Regions from separate parts of the Oryctolagus cuniculus genome. Here region 2 is linked to region 1. Evidence: chromatin contacts called from public Micro-C data. All regions are on one chromosome and are shown on one strand. The core of a region is the stretch at or near the end of the contact, and the rest is flanking DNA. Distances in the headings are between cores, read along the strand shown.

Region 1 (2,800 bases), core at 56-2,555:
CTATGTGGGAGATCTGGAGGAGGCTCCTGGCTCCCGTCTGGCCCTTGTGGCCATTTGGGGAGTGAACCAGCGGATGGAAGATCTCTCTGTCTCTACCTCTCTCTAATTCTGCCTTTCAAATAAATATATAAAATAAATCTCTAAAAAAAAAAAAAAAACAACCAAACAAAAAACCCTGCATTTTCTCAGTCTGGCAGTGTGGAGTCTGGATTGGAAAGCAGCAACACTGAAAGCAGGAAAACCAGCTGGGAGTCTCTTTCACAGTTACATAGCAGTTATAGGGTTGATCCAAAGTAATGTCAGTGAAAGCGGAGACAAATAAACGGAGCTGAGCTATTCAAGGGACTGGTATGCTTGCTTGGATGTGAGAAGAGGAAGGATCTAGGAAACTTTCCAGTTTTTAGTTTGAGCATATGGGTAGGTTAAGCATTACTATAATCCCTGTGGACCATCAAAGCAGTTTGGGAAAGACCCCTTTTCAGTACGTACTACCCTGCACAGTAGGCAGCTGAAAACGTAAGCGAGAGTCGTCCCCTTTCCTATTTCCGGTTCTAGAACCCCCCCCCCCCCCCCCCCCCGTCACTAGCTCCACGGCACAACACGGTAAATGGTTTGCAAACGTTCGCGGAGTGACCTTAAAAGCACTGAGTGTAAAATAAAATGATGGACCTTTTAACTCCTCCACACGCACGTCCGCTCCTTTACAGAGAAATGAAGTCCTGAAGCAAACAAAATGCAGGGCTCAGAGTTTCACTCACAACAACGTAGAGGGCCTCGGTAGCAATCCCTGGCCATTGTTCTCCCCAAAAACCTCCTTCCCAGCTCCTCACCTGAGGCACAGGACTGGGGGACCAGCCCAGGCAACGCTCCGCGAACTACCGGAATCCACAGCTCCCCGGGCGCCCTCCAATCAAATCTCCCGCGCTCCCTTCCGCCGGAAGTGACGTTCGGGCCGTGGTTCCTGAGAGCCAATCACGAGAGGCGCCGCAAGGAGGGGCGCTAAGCCGCCAAATTCCGCGAGCATAGTGAAATAACTTTTCGTGTGAAACTAGGGTGGAGGCATGTTTGAGGGGATTTCTTTCCCGCCTGATGGAGCAGTACTACTACGTAAAGCCGACTTGGAGGCAGAGCGGAGGCAGCTGGGCGAGGAGGTCCCGGGGAGGCGTGGCAGCGGGTGGCACTGCCTTGGGGGCTGTCCGGCGGGTTGACTGGAAGAGAATAGAGTTGGCTGAGTCGGGAGGACTGAGGGCGGCGCTGTCTGAGGCGGGTGGCAGGACGGGGGGCGGAGGGACGAAAGGAGTGGCAGTGACAGGGAGAGAGCTGGGCCCTCGAGTGAGTTAGCAGGTTCCGGGAACAGAAAGGAGGCGTCACCAGGAAGAAGAGTCGCAAACTGGGCGGGATTCGGGCCAAGTGGGCTCTGAGCGACCTTCCTAAGGGGCGGGTTGAGCGGGCAGCTGGGAGGGGTTGGTGCACCAGAACACCGGTACCACGGGAGGCGACAGAATGGAGGTTAGCTGCGAGGCGCGCGACCTTTGGAGCCGGACGGAGGGGGCTGCCAAGCCCCGCTCCCCTGTCCGCTCTCTGAGTGACCCAGTACAAGTCCCTACACCTCCCTGAGACCCAGTTTCCTTGTCTGTGAATGACAGAACGATCGTGCAGGAAGCGCAGATGGTTGAATTCGGTGACATGGTATGCGCGCTGTCATGTTTACTTTTGGACGGGCATGTAGTGAACAGTCAATGTTGTCATAGTAGCTATTATTACCATGAGGGATTTGCCGAGGGCAGGGTGGTACCGCAACGGACTTGCAGTGCCCAGGGTAGGGTTCGGGGGTGAGAGTAAAGGTAGGGGTGTAAAGTGATGTTCTGTAACTTGGGTTTTAACTTGCCCGGCGCTATAGACAAAGATGGGATACGGCCAGGGCAGACTCGGGGTGTGACCGCAATGAAGGTGCGCTCAGGTGAAGGGATGGCTCGTGAGGGAAGTGGAGTGGAAGCAGCGCCCTAGGACACAGGGGGCGGCGTGGTTGAGGGGCTGGCTGGCTTTGGGTCTGCCGGGGGAGGAGCCGGTATGCAGTAGGCGGAGCTGTGGGCTGTGCCGGGCTGGGACGGCGCGGTTCTGCGTGTCGCCCTTTCACACTGCAGCCGGCAGCCTGAGCCATGGGCCGCGGAGCCCTCTTGCTGCTGCTCTTGGCTCTTCTGGCGCCTGGAGCCGCCGTAATCCTCCGGCCAGCCCTAAGGACTCTTGGCAGCCTACATTTGCCAACCAATCCCACGTCCCGCCCTGCTCTAGCCAACAACTACTCAATTCTCTACTTCGAGCAGAAGGTAAGAGCCAGGGGAAGAGGAGGGAGGTTCGCCGTCCCAGGCCCAACCGCCAGGACTCCAGCCCCACAGAGCCCGGGCAACCCAGCCTACTCCCGTTCGGATCTTCTACTACCTAGGACCTATCCGGTCTTTGATTCACACTTTCCCAGTGGGGGCTCCATTTCCCAGTGCTATTTAAAATTTCTCCTACCATTATCAATAATTCTCTTGATTCAGGCTCATCTGTAATTGGCTACAACCATCACTTAAACAACTCCTGCTCCCATATAAATTCTCTTGGTTTTCCTCCACATTCAAATTATTGAATCACAACTCTGGCCCCTAGTCTGTGGTGACAGGCATTCTTTGCCTCACAAGCAGTCCCTAAATACACATTTTCATATCTTTACCTATTAGGTATTGTAGAATATTTATCCAGTCTAAAACACCAGTCTGTCAACTCGAGATTAGCTTAAAGTTGACTTTGTAGTGCT
Region 2 (2,855 bases), core at 143-2,642, 240 kb before region 1:
CTTCATATTTATACAGTACATGTGCAGTCGAGTGTTTCAATGTTACATATTTGATTTTGAATACATATTAAACTTCTCTTCACTGGAAAAAAAAAAAAGCAGCAGCCTCAGAGGAATGGTGCGGATGAAAAGAGGGGGAAAGCTGAGCTCACGGAGGATAGAGGACTGGTGTGCAGCTCCGGGACACACTGAAAACAAATACAGGGGAGGAAAGGGAGGAGCGACAGCTGAGAACACGGTGTGCCAGACAGGACCGTGGCTGATGGGGCCGAAGTCAGAGAAGGAGTGCGACACAGACCAGGGCAACACAACGGTCCGACTCACAGGAGCCTGCAGTCTCCCGCGCAGAAGCAGAAGCAGAAGGGCCTGAGCTGGCCGCCGTGGGCATGGTGCAACTCCTCGGACTCTGGGGCGGGGTGGAGTCCAGGCCCCTGCTGCTGCGGCGGTCCTCACTGGCTCTCACCCACGACGCACTGCGCTGCGAGCGGCCGTCCCCTTCGGAATCGCTAGCGCGGGCGCCGCCGTCTTCCCCTGTTCTCTCCCAAGAGCCCCTGGTGCGGGAGCCTTCGTCCTCACTTTCTCTCTCCCAGAAGCCACTGAGGCGGCGGCTGGCGTCCTCGCTGACGGTCACCCCGGAGGAGTCGCTGGCCGCGTAGCCGCGGTCTTCACTTACTCCATCCCAAGAGCTACTGAGGCTGTGGCTGCCGTCGACACTGCCTCCCTCCCAGGAGCCGCTGAGGCTGCGGGTGCGGTGCTCACTGACTTTCTGCCGGGAGTCGCCGGTCCGGGAACTCCGGACTTCACCGATTCTCTCCCAGCCACCAACTGGACGGGGGCCGCGATCTTCTCTGACTGTTTCCCCGGAGTCGCTACTTTGGTGGCCGCCAGGTTCACTAAAATTCACGTCGCTGCTGCGGAAGCCCCGGTCTCCCCTCACTCTCTCCCGCGAGCTGCTGGGACGGCGGAGGCCATCTCCCCGCACTCTCTCGCGAGAGACACTGCGGCGGTGGCCTAGGTCTTCGCTCACCCTTCTCGAGTCCCTGCGGGAGAAGCCCACGTCCTCACTTACTCTCCCCGTGGAGCCCCGGGAGCGGCAGTCCTTGTCTTCGCGTTTTCTTTCCCCGCTGTCGCTGCGGGAGCCCTGGTCTTCTCTAAGTCTTTCTTGAGACTCGGCGCCGCGACGGCCCTGGGGACGATTTATCTTCCAAACCTGGTGGCTAGTGCGGCGGCCGCCATCTTCGCACACTGCTCCCCGCGAATCGCTGTCGCGGCGGCCGCCGTCGGCGGGTACCCTCTCCTCCGGGTCGCTTTCCAGCGTCCCGACTCCGGCTGCCTGGAGCCGTCGCCTGGGAAACGAGTAAACTTCCGGCGTGCTGCTGTCATTTCCAGGTCCTCACAGCTTCACGTCACTTCCGGCTTCCTTTCACTTTTTTTTTTTTTTTTTTCCCTCCCCCCAAGGCTTTGCCTCTGGAGGAGTCGGGTGCTAGTGCGGCCTGGTTTTCGGTGAGTTTCTGCTTCGGTTCGCACGAGCCTGTCTAGGCCTGCCTGTGGACCGGACTGTCATCGATCGCGCCCTCCATCCTTCAGCGACCCAAGTGAGCCACACGACTGCAGTGTGCATAGGTGATCTGTGCGGCGCGCGCCGGGCGGGGCCTTTTCGTCCTTGGCAAACCTGATATGCTTCCGCGCTGGTTGGAAGAAAATCTGTTCCTGCCCTGTCCTTCCACGAGAATGGGAAGACCACCGGGGAAGTTAGCAGTTGCAGCCGCTGTCATTATTGAGTACTTATATTACCAAGCTGTTTGATAATCGCTGCTTAGGTGTTATCCCCATTTCACAGGTGAGGAGACTGAAGATAGCAGTAATTTTCCAAGGCCAAACAGCAGGTAAGTTGTAAAGTCAGTATGAGTCCAGATCGCTCCCGGTCTCCTGATTTCAGGTCTTTAACGTGCAAGGTCTACGTTTCAGCTTAGTCCAAATCTTTCCTTCTGACTCCTTTACTTAACATGTATTGTTCCATTCACTGTTTGCAGCAAACATGGGTCAGGTTTTATGCTAACAACTGAGAATACAGAAATCAGAATTCTCTGCCCTCCAGAGCCATCACCCACCTTGACTTCCTGCTCATCAGGTTTTTACGCTTATTTCCTGACCACACTTCTTTCTCCCTCAGGAAAGATATGCTGGGATCCTTGAAACATAGTCTGTGCCTAGCGTATGCTGTTTTTCCTGCCAGGAAGCTACCCAGCCTTCCCCTCAGTTTGATTCCATGAACACATTTGGAAAATTCCCCTGATCTACTTCTCATGAGGTACAGAAAATTGACTTTAACTCCCATAGCCTTTTATAATAACTGTATTTATTTAGTTCCTGTGCTCAATCTGGCGCTGTCCTAAATGCTGTTTAGTTTTTTTTTTTTTTTTTAACCTTTTATAACTTGCCAGAATAGGCATTTCTCTTCCTTTCTACAGACAGAAAAATTGATACAATTTCCTGAAGATACACAGCTAGTGAGTAGTAAATACCTGAATTAGGATTCCAAGGTAGGTATTTGATTCTTCTGCACATGCTCCTCAAAGTTTGAATTCCCACAGCCTTTATTAGATCATTTATCACACTTTATAGTAATTACCTAGTTAACAGTCGATTCTCATTCCTCTCGCAGATTGAGCTTCTGAGTGGGAGGGACTGTATTTTATTGATCCTGGCATTTCTAACTTCTCGAATATTCTCTCAAAGGGAAGGAATTAGTAACTGTCATGTGGTTGAGTGGGTGGATTGATGTATTGTCAGACAGATGTAAATAAGTTTTCAACTGTCAAAAGTTGTGATTAGTCATCCCAATCTCATTTTCA

What was found. Hi-C and Micro-C count contacts between places; a contact is called where the count stands out from the background.
Region 2: a contact with region 1 is called in a Micro-C map of ear pinna, with 5 times the contacts expected there. The contact joins the promoter of ANKRD42 here to the promoter of DDIAS in region 1. A contact is called at or near these places in 3 of 6 Hi-C or Micro-C datasets (ear pinna, psoas muscle and an unstated tissue).

The regions. Positions count from the first base shown.
Region 1 is chr1:73,952,937-73,955,736 of mOryCun1.1, reverse strand. DDIAS (DNA damage induced apoptosis suppressor) reads right to left here and starts at 1,305. Exons shown (of 5, transcript XM_008263336.4): 1 at 831-1,305. It overlaps PRCP (prolylcarboxypeptidase), which reads left to right and starts at 1,361. Exons shown (of 9, transcript XM_017344368.3): 1 at 1,361-1,689. The coding sequence starts at 1,669.
Region 2 is chr1:74,193,295-74,196,149 of mOryCun1.1, reverse strand. ANKRD42 (ankyrin repeat domain 42) reads right to left here and starts at 1,392. Exons shown (of 11, transcript XM_070076221.1): 1 at 325-1,392. The coding sequence starts at 388.